2 separate regions of the Sus scrofa genome follow, and region 1 is linked to region 2. A link is a contact called in public HiChIP or PLAC-seq data. All regions are on one chromosome and are shown on one strand. Each heading gives the region's core, a stretch centred on a gene start, on an enhancer-like site or on the middle of the called end of the contact. The rest is flanking DNA. Distances are from core to core; before and after follow the strand shown. Region 1 holds the start of CHRAC1 (chromatin accessibility complex protein 1). Region 2 has its middle 48 kb from the start of AGO2.

Evidence for each region. HiChIP or PLAC-seq counts read pairs in DNA pulled down with a chosen protein or histone mark.
Region 1: a contact with region 2 is called in an H3K27ac HiChIP or PLAC-seq map of alveolar macrophages. The contact joins the promoter of CHRAC1 here to the enhancer-like site in region 2. A contact is called at or near these places in 1 of 5 promoter capture datasets (skeletal muscle), 11 of 47 Hi-C or Micro-C datasets (differentiating spermatogonia, embryonic fibroblasts, fetal liver and 5 more) and 2 of 2 datasets of contacts at active chromatin or transcription factors (alveolar macrophages and skeletal muscle).

Annotation. Positions count from the first base shown.
Region 1 is chr4:3,027,236-3,032,185 of Sscrofa11.1, reverse strand. It overlaps CHRAC1 (chromatin accessibility complex protein 1), which reads left to right and starts at 3,378. Exons shown (of 3, transcript XM_021088860.1): 1 at 3,378-3,626; 2 at 4,907-4,950. The coding sequence starts at 3,480.
Region 2 is chr4:2,916,027-2,921,233 of Sscrofa11.1, reverse strand. No RefSeq gene overlaps it. Among named protein-coding and RNA genes, the nearest start is that of AGO2, 48 kb to the left of the region's middle. Within about 2 kb of position 1,768, at least 59 of the 83 cell types and tissues checked have an H3K27ac peak or open chromatin away from gene starts, as enhancers often do. A contact at or near this core is called in alveolar macrophages, differentiating spermatogonia, embryonic fibroblasts and 5 more, where this site is marked.

The DNA of each region.
Region 1 (4,950 bases), core at 2,129-4,628, 110 kb before region 2:
ACACACACACACACACACACACACACACACACACACATGGTATCGGCCATAAGAAAGAACAAAACAATGCCATCTGCAATGATGTGGACGGAACCAGAGGTGATAACACTAAGCAAAGTCAGAAAGAGAAAAACAGATACCTATGATATCACTGACGTGTGGAATCTAATAAAAACGATACCAAAGAACCCATCTATAAAAGCAAACAGATTCTCAGACTTCAAAGTCACATTTATGGTTCCCAAAGGGGAGTTATGGGGGGAGGGCTAAACTGGGAGGGCGGGAGTAACACATACACGCTACTATACAACCTCGCTAATTCTGTTTAAGAACCGAGCATGCAGCACAGCGAGGTCTGCTCCAAGTTCTGTGACAACCTGTGCGGGGGGAAAAGAACGGCTCTGGGTACACGTGGAACGGATTCCCGCTGCTGTACACCCGACACTCAGCAGACACTGTAGCGCAATTCAACACCAGTGGGAAAGAAGAGTTCCTGGGTAGCTCAGCAGGTTAAGGACCTGGCACTGTCACTGCAGTGGCACAGGTCTGATCCCTGGCCCGAGAACTTCGGCACGCCGCGGGCACGGGTTCCACTGCCATCAGAATGAAGCCAAGCCGCCTGGCTCCCTGCCTCCCTCCCTCACCAAGCTCCTCTGGGCCCCTCACAGTCGCATGCCACCCTCCCTCCCGCAGGCTCTCCCGTCCAGAGCGCTCCTCTCGCCCCAGCCCCGCTCTTCCCCGCCTTCAGGTCTGACCAGAAAATACCGCTTCTCAGGGAGGCCAGCCCATCGCCCTCACCGGGCTTTGCTTCCTCACAGCACTCACCACAGGCGACCTGATGGCCCCGCTCCCTTGTACCCGGAACCGCCAGGTGACTGAGCCGGAGGCAGACATGAAGACTTCTCTAGCACCCCAAGTGTCGCTAATCCGGAGCATCTGCGACGTGGGGCCTCGGTTCCCCGTCTCAGAAAGACTCAAGAGCAGTGACTTTCAGAAGCCACGAAACCTGCAGTGTTTCTTGGAGGAAACACTGATTACTCTGTGATCATGACTTCATGGTGAGCAGAAGGGAAACCAGAGGGGTTGTTTTCCAGACTCCTTCGAATGACCTGTGAAGTCCAAGCGATATGGGGTGACAGGACCGCGGCGGGAGCACGGCCAGCAGACACAGCGATGCGGGCTCTTGCAAGGTGCGCTAATGCACAAGAGCCACCTGCAAAGGAGGCGGGGCTGGAGGGCGACTTGGATCTTTCTGTGCCAGGAACATTCTTCACACTCTCAGGGCGCCCTGCGAGTGAGTGGTGGGGCCATCTCGCCCAGCTCTCAACAGCATCCAGTCCAGCTGATCAGCTTCTTTCAGAAAGAACTTTCTTTGATCTGCTTTATAGACACCCGAGCCCCTGCTTTTTCTCTTACTCAACTGCCATTTCTTCCAGTTTCCCGGCTTTTCCTTCTGCTTCCATCTCATTACACTAAAGTACCCCAGGTCCTGGTCCTTAGATCTTTTTTTTTTTTTTTTGTCTTTTTGCCATTTCTTGGGCCGCTCCTGCGGCATATGGAGGTTCCCGGGCTAGGGGTCGAATCGGAGCTGTAGCTGCCAGCCTACACCAGAGCCACAGCAACGCAGGATCCGAGCCACGTCTGCGACCTACACCACAGCTCACGGCAACGCCAGAACCTTGACCCACTGAGCAAGGGCAGGGACCGAACCCGCAACCTCATGGTTCCTAGTCGGATTCGTTAACCACTGCGCCACGACGGGAACTCCGTGGTCCTTAGATCTGCTCCATCAACACGCTCCTCCCAGACACGTCCATTCAGTCCACGCTTTTAACCACCACCCAGACAATGGCGGCTTGGAATTCAGTGCTCAAGCCTGAACTCCAGGCTGGAAGAGCCAAGAGTCCACGAGACACCGCCACTGGCGTTCCCCAGGCGACTGAAACCTAACGTGCTCCAAACCACACCTGGGCCAGCTCTGCTCCTCCTGCAGTCTCCATCTCAGCAAACAGCACCACGGTTCTTTCACTCTTACTCCATAACACACTGGCAAGCCCTGCTGGCTCTATCGTCAAATTAGATCCCCTATCACCGCTTCCACTCGGGTCTGACTCACTGTCTCTCTCCATCCCCGGAACCGCTTCCTAACTGTGCTCTCTGCCTGCTTCCGCTCCTGCCCCTGGACGATCTATTCACACACAGCAACTTGAGGATTCCTTGTAAAACTGAAGGGGGACCCCCTTACTCCCCCCAACCCTTTTGGAAGGAATTCTGTGATCTACAAAGCCCTATCTCATCTGGCCCATGGCTACTTCCTATCATCCGTTCCCTAGCTCACTTCACCCCAGCCACACCTGCATCCCATTTCATCACCTGCCATCACCTTCTACTCTGCAATTTCTTTGCTTCCACCCTTTCAACCTCCCCATCCTCACCACTCCCCTCCGGTCTATTCTCCATCAATAGCCAGGGGGATTTTTAATAAAATTTAAGACGGGAGGTCCCGACGCGGCTCAGCTGAAACGAATCTGACTAGCACCCAAAAGGACGCGGGTTCCAGCCCTGGCCTGGCTCAGTGAGTTAAGGATCCCATGTTGCTGTGGTGCAGGCCGGCAGCTACAGCTCCGATTTGACCCCTAGCCTGGGAACTTCCATATGCCCCAGGTGAGGTCCTAAAAAGACAAACAAAAGCCCCCCCCCAACTTAAGAGACATATCCCCTCATCCCTCTGATCTCTTTCAGCACTTCCCATTTTCCTTATTATTATTTTGTTTTTTAGGGCCACACCCGCGGGGCGTATGGAGGTTCCCAAGCTAGGGGTCCAATCGGAACCGTAGCCGCCAGCCTACACCACAGCCACAGCAATGCAGGATCCGAGCCGCGTCTGCGACCTACACCACAGCTCACGGCAACGCCGGGTCCTTAACCGAGTGAGGCCAGGGATTAAACCCTCAACCTCCCGGTTCCTAGTCGGATTTGCTTCCGCTGCGCCACGACGGGAACCCCCATTTTCCTTCTTCTACAATCCAATAGGACCCGGCCCCAGGCCGCCTCTCCGCCTTCATCCCGCACACCCCGGGCGCAGAGCGCGCCTCCCGAGCTTTCCGGAAAGGCTCCTCCCTCCGCGCCGTTGCTGCTGCTCCTCTTCCCAGCAAAGCGCCTTCTCATCAACAGGGCCGTCCGCGCTCCTCACTGCCCAGCCCCCTCCCTTCCCCCCGCGGTTCCCAGTCCTCTCCTGCCTACACGGTATCTGCCTCGACCTTCAGGGAGACGCCTCCCCGGCCCCCGCCCCCGGCCCAGCCGCCCTTCCTTCCGCCTCGTCCGCGCGCGGCATCACGGGGCTTGTAGTCCGCGCCCGGGGCCGCGCCTCCCGACACTACAACTCCCACGGGGCAGCGGGACGCCGCTCCCGCACCAACCGAGCGGGCCGGCCACCTCGCGGCGGGTCGGGGCTGCCGCCGCGGGGGCGGGGCGCAGAGATGGCGGACGGGGTCGCGGGCAAGGACAAGTGCGGGGAGCCTCGGCTGGTGTCGCTGCCCCTGTCCCGCATCCGGGTCATCATGAAGAGCTCCCCCGAGGTGTCCAGCATCAACCAGGAGGCGCTGGTGCTCACGGCCAAGGCCACGGTGAGGCGGACCGCGCGGGGAGGAGTGAGAAGCGGAGGGCGACAGTGGGGGCCGCCCGGGACCGTTGCGTCCCGCCCCGCCCTCCGAGCCCGGCCGAGTCCCGCCGCGCTGCCCAGTACCCCTCGGCCCGCGCGCCGCCCGCTCCCCTGCGCGCGCCCGCGCGCTCTCCTGGGCGCGGCCTCGCTGCCTTCCGCCGCGCGCTCCCCAGCTCCCGCGCGCCCTTCGCCCCGCCCCCGGGCGTCAATCCCGTCTTACCCCGCGCGCCCTCGCCCCGCCCACTCCGTTCCCGGCCTCCCCCGCGCGCCCAGCGCCCCGCCCACCCCCCCTCCTTCGGCGTCTCCTCCTCCCGAGTTGTCGGCCCCCAACCCCAATCCCTCCCCTCTTGTCGCTTCCGGCCGCTTCCGCTTTCGTGGCTTTGGGCTCCACCCCTCGGACGGTTGAGCGAACGGGCCCGCGCCTTCCTCCCAGTCTTCGGGGCCGCACGTCCCCAGGTCAGAATTAGCCTTTCCAGGGCCGTGGTTTTACAGCCGGAGGTGCTAGCCCCTCCCCGGTCTTTTGATTTGGCGCGTGGTGGGCGTTCTTGCCCAGGGCCAGGTTTCAGCTGCACGGTTTCCCTCGCTTTCACGTTCCCTAGAGTGGCTTCCGGCCCCTGCTGGTTGCGCCCAGTGTCCGGTGTCCCTACGGTCAGGGTGAGGGCGGTGGGAGGTCACGTGGTCTTGGGATAGTTGTGCTTTCGGGTCCAGCTTCGTTCTGTAGGTGTTAAGGAATTGAGGAGTTTCGCAAGCACTTCTTCCATCCCTTACTAACGGAACTAGGTGGATTTAAAATAGAAATTCCCAGAGGCTCAGCCCAGGGCTCAGTCTGGGCAGAAAGGGAAGCTGATCGTTTTTTTACCTTTAGGTTGTTGACCGTAACGGTTGTAGGCGGACAGCCTGGAAACACTGTGTTCAAACGGAAGTGTGTTCCTCAGCCACACCGAATTTTTGAATGGTCTCTTGCCCTTTTTAACTCCAGAGGTTCGTCATTAAATATGACTCATTGTTGAATCACTTTTGATTATTTTTCATAAGTTATAAATCTAAAGTAAACTTTAGGGAGACGCCTGCTTCCCTGACAACTTAATTCAGCCTTTGTTTCCTTTCTGACCGCGTAGTCCTTTCTCGCGTGATTTTCTGTAATTTGGGAAACCGAGATAATCTGCAGTCATCGAAATGAGTGTAATTAAAAATGAAGGTCTGTAAGTTTTCAAAGCACACCTTTCGTTTTTCATTTTGTTTTAGGAACTCTTTGTTCAGTATCTAGCCACCTATTCCTACCGACATGG
Region 2 (5,207 bases), core at 519-3,018:
CAGCGGGAAATTTAGGAACCACGTGCCTGGCAGGAGAAGGGAAAGGCTTTACAACACCTGACCATTTTCTTGGCCCAGCAAGTCAATCGCCCTTGTATTCCGCATCAACAAAAAAAAAAGTTTTTCAAAAAATGTGCCGCTGTTTTGAAGTTTTTTAGAACTTTTCCAAAGAACGAGAGTCTACTGGTGGGAAGGGATGCTAAGGAAACCAACCCTCCCCTCACCTTCCCCTAGTAAACTGTAAAAGGCAATTAGCACTTGAATAAGGAGCCCGCGTGTCTGGAATGAAAATGAGACGCACGCAGCTTGGGGGTTTTAGGGTGCCGCTTCCCATCCCTCCCGCTCTACGGCCCTAACTACCAAGCAGAACTGGCCCAAATGCAGCCTCTCCAGACTTTCCCTTGGAGAAGGGGCCGCAGAAGTGCTGGCAGAAAGAAAAACGAAACTGCGCGCGCACCAGGCTGGCCCCGCTTCGGGCTGCGCCTCCCCGCCGCTCGCCTCCCCGCGCCGCCCGCACCCCGAGCCCGGCGCCCCCGGCCGGGGCCTCCAGGCCCTCGGGCGCTGAGAGCCCGGCCCCGGCCGCGGCCCCGCCGGGGCCCAGACGCCTGGCGCGGGAGGCCGGGGCCGCGGCCGGGCCAGGCGGGCGCCCGGGCCTCGGGCCTACACGCCGGCCGCCCGGCCCAGTCCCCTGCCAGCCGGGTCCCGGGCCGCCGGGCCGCGGGGAGGGCCCAGGCCGCGCGGGGCGCCCCGACGACTCGGGCCCGAGGAGGCCGGGGCTGCGCGTCCGCCGCGGGGCCGAGGCCACGGCCAGCGGCCGGGGCCCTCCGACCCCGCCAGCCCCGCCGCCGCCGCCGCCGCCGCCGCCGCCGCGCCCCCAGGCCCCGGTCCCCCGGCCTCCCGCCCGCCGCGCGCGCCGCGCTCGCGCCCGGCCAGCCAACGGCCGCCGGCGCCGAGGGGAGGAGCGCGCGAGCGGCCGGGCCGGCGCCCCGAGCGCGAGGACTCACCGGGGCCGGCTCCCGAGTACATGGTGGCGCCGCCGAGGGGCTCCGGGGCCGAGGGGCGGCCGCGCGCGCGCCACGGGCCCCGACGCCGCGAGCCGCGAGGGAGCCGCCGGCCGCACGATCCGCCCCGGCGCGGCCGCCTCGCCAAACAGGTTTACCCGACGCGGCCGGGGCGGCGGGCGGGGGCGGCGGACGGAGGCGGAGGCGGCGGGCAGGGGGGAGGGGCGAGGGAGGCGGGCGGGGGAGGCGGGGCGGGGCCGCGCGGCCGCGGCGGGGAGGCGGCGGGGGCGGGGCGGGCCGGCGGGGGCGGGCGGGGGAGCCGGGACGCGGACGCGGGCGGCGGGGGCCCGGGCGGAGCGAGGCCCCGCCGCGGGGCGGGGCGGGCGCGGGGCGGGCGGGCGGGGGGGGGCGCCGCGCAGCCACTCAGGAGAGCGACGTCTCCTCCGACTGGGCGGAGCGGGCCCGCGCGGCGCTGCCACCGGAGACCGGGAAGAAAGAAAAGAAAACACACCCCTTGTTTGCCCGCCGCCTCCGGCGCGCGCGGGGAGCCCGTTCCGGCTGCGGGCGGGCGGGCCCCTTCCCCACCCTTGGCCCCCGCCCGGCAGGACGCGCCTGGGTACCGTGTGGACGTGGTGGTGTCCGCATCCCGGCGCCCGGGCATCTCAGCCAGGCTGTTTTTAAGTTATTCCCGCAACATGAATGTCGCGAAGCTTCCTCCGGCCCTGGAGCTTGAACTTGAACGCGCCCCGGCCCTCGCACACTACCACACCGCCACCTCCCGGCCGAGAACCCAGATCATCCACGTAAAGAACTAAACCGTTGAAATTCGGGGTCAGTCGGAGCCGCTGTCGATGATGACATCAAACTAAAACCGCCCCTTCCAGCTCTCGGGGCCTCCGCAGTTGCTTGCTGCCCCTCTTGTGTGGGAACGTTCTCCCCTAGCCCACTACTCCATCCATCGAGTCCCGGGAGGTCCAGCTGTTTTTGGAGGCTTTTCCGGGGAGCCAGACGCAGGTCACCCGTCTCCCCTAACTGGTGGGTGATTAGAAGCCGGAAGGTGAAATACAATCCAAAATTGCTCGTCATCTTTTTAACATATTTGCCTACTCATTCCTTCATCCTGCAAGCACGAATTATCCGCACACTGGATGCTGCTAACTCTGTGTTCCTCAGGCCCACCGTGGGCCAAAGATGAACGGGAGCGGTGCCTCAAGCAGCCAATAGGTTTTCGCTCCTCTGCGCAGTCCTCAGTGACATCCCTAAATAAATGCAGGGGGACCACCCTGTCCTCCAGAGAGGAACCTAAAAGGACGTCGATCTTCAGCAGCACTGATACGAATGCGAGTGGGTCCCATGGCGTCACCCTCCCAGATGCCCTTCCATCCTTCTTAATCCTCTGCCCACCACCTGCACTGTCCTGGAGGCCTGGATGGCCCCTCCACTGCACAGTCATGCTGTGTGAACACAGACCTGGCGCTGCCCGCTTCGCTTGCTCGGACCCTTCCCTCTCCCCATTTCAGTCTGCATATGGCCCCAAATCCTTCATTTGCTGTACAATGCCCTGTGTCTGCCAGCCCCTGCTTTGCCAGAATCATCTACGTCACCTTCAAAGGCGCCTTAGGTTCACATCTGCACTTTCTGAAGAGTATTGCTGTGGGAATGGGAGTCAGCACAACCACTTGGGGGAAAATGTCTGGGAAATCTGCTAAAAAGACATTTGTCTGGTAGAAGCGAACGGCACAAGACCTTCGGCAGCTACTTGGCTGAAATGTGTGTTTGGGAGCCCCGGAAGCCCAGGTAGGAATGCTTGTCAGGGAGCTCGCACGGAGAGGCGGTGCGTTAACATCCGGCTTGTCTCTGCGGAGGCGCCAGTTCCGTCCCCGGCCCAGGCGCGGTGAGTTAAGTGCTGCAGCTGTGGCGTCGGTGCATGCCTGGGCAGCGGAAAAAGGAAAAAAATGCACAGGGGCAGAGGACTGGGTGCCACCCAGCTGTTCACCAGCTTTAGAATAGGTGGTGAGAGCAATAGGTACTTGTATAAAGTGGGGTCCAGGGGTGCAAATGAACAGCCTTCAGCCACCGGCAACAACGTGGATGGATCTTCACAACAGAGCCAATAAGGCACGGCTGCATTTTATAAACTGCATCGCTTAGGGATGTATCGTTGCACAGAGGAAGGCTGAGGAAGGTGGGCCTGGGGCTTTGGGTGGGTGCACGCACTCCTTCCCACAACGGCGCCGTTTATTCTGCCATAGTCTCTCAAGTTGCACGCTTATTTTTATACGCTTTTATATGCTTTGCTGTCTTTCACCACAAAGACTTTTTTTTTTTTTTTTTTTTTTTTTTTTAGGGCCACACCTGTGGCATAGGGAGGTTCCTGAGCTAGGGGTCGAATCAGAGCTACAGGTGCCGGCCTGCATCACAGCCACAGCAGTGCCGGATCGCTCAGAGTCTGAGGCCTACACCACAGCTCATTGCATCGCCAGAGCCCTAACCCGCTGATGGAGGCAAGGATCAAACCCACATCCTCATGGATCCTGGTCGGGTTCATTAACTGCTGAGCCACAAGGGGAGCTCCATAAAGACATTTTAAAATCATGGAGTTCCCCTTGTGGCACAGCAGAAACGAATCCGACTAGGAACCATGAGGTTGTGAGTTCGATCCCTGGCCTCACTCAGTGGGTTAAGGATCCGGCATTGCCGTGAGATGTGGTGTAGGTCGCAGACATGCCTCAGATCCTGCGTTGCTGTAGCTGTGGTGCAGGCCAGCGGCTACAACTCCGAGTCGACCCCTAGCCTGGGAACTTCCATATGCCACGAGTGCGGCCTTAAAAAGCAAATAAATAAATAAATAAATAAATCATAATCATAAATGTCATCACTCTCCTACTTCGCAAGCCTGCACTGCGCGCGCTGTTGTGCAGACGCACAACCTCACGCACCCGCCGGACCATCCTTCTGTCCGAAATCCCTGAATCACCGAGGCCTCGCGGGCTCTTTGCTGCTGTAATCTCTGGCCTCAGAAAGCGCCGCCTCCCTCCGCTCCGCCTTGGCCCCTTTGATCTGGGGCCCCCAGGTAACTTTGTTGCAAGGGCTCCGGGCCCCCAGCGAGCCTCCTTCACCCGCTTCTTCTCCGCCGAGCCCCGCCCCGGCCCCGCCCGCCCGCGCGGCCCGCCTTCGCTCACCTCTCCAGGCGTCACCCTCCACCCGCGCTCGGAGAGATGCTGCCTCCTTTCTGCGCGCCCTGCCTCGTCCCCCCAGCGCCAGACCCACCGTGCTCAGCCGTTTCTCCTGTGGTCCCCAGCATGGCCACATCCACCGAAGAAAACCCCAGGCCCGCTGCCCCTCCCCCAAGAGGTGACTCCCCTTAGCCCATTTAATCCCGTCCACTCAATGCTCCGAGAAACGCCTCTAGAACCTTCTGCAGGCGGCCACTGCTCTGCTCCTCCGCTGGTTGCTGACTGCCTGGGGCCCATCTTTCTCCCGGATAGAATTCACCGCTCCTCATTTGGGTCCCAGGCGGATGCCTCTGCTCTGATGAGCCTGTAAGGTGTAATCACAGCCAGGAACCCACGCCATGGGCAGCCCCAGGCCTGGACGTTGGGTGCGCCAGATCCAGAGCAGCAACCTTGCCGAAAAGGCATTGCACAAGGAAAACAGCTCGCTGCTGTGGTCCTCGGGCCCACAGTGCTCAACACGGGGGGCGCTTCCTTTCTTCAGGACTGAAATGTGGGCACGGAAATAAAAGTTTCCCAAAACATGTTCTCATGTGATCAAAGAGCTGTTCCGAGGTCAGATAAACTGGGAAGCCTTGAGTTTAAAGGAAGCTAAATAGACTGATGAGCTACAGACCTTCTCAGAGCCTTTTTTTTTCTTTTCTTTTTTTTTTTTTTTACGTATATTTGCTACACTCACAGCATGTGGAAGTTCCCCGGGCCGGAACTGTGACCTATGCCACAGCTGCAGCAACACTGGACCTTAACCCACTTAGCCACAGCAGGAACTCCCTCAGAGTCTTTAAGGCATAGTAAGAGTCATGATTCTACAAAGAGGAAGGAGGGGAATAGACCATATGCAGCCCGTCCCCCCCACTTCACCACAGGAACCCCCCTCTTCCCCTCCTTTAAACATGTGGCTGCACCCACAGCATATGGAAGTTCCTGGGCCAAGGATCAAACCACAGCTGCTGCAGGCACAACGCTGAATAGT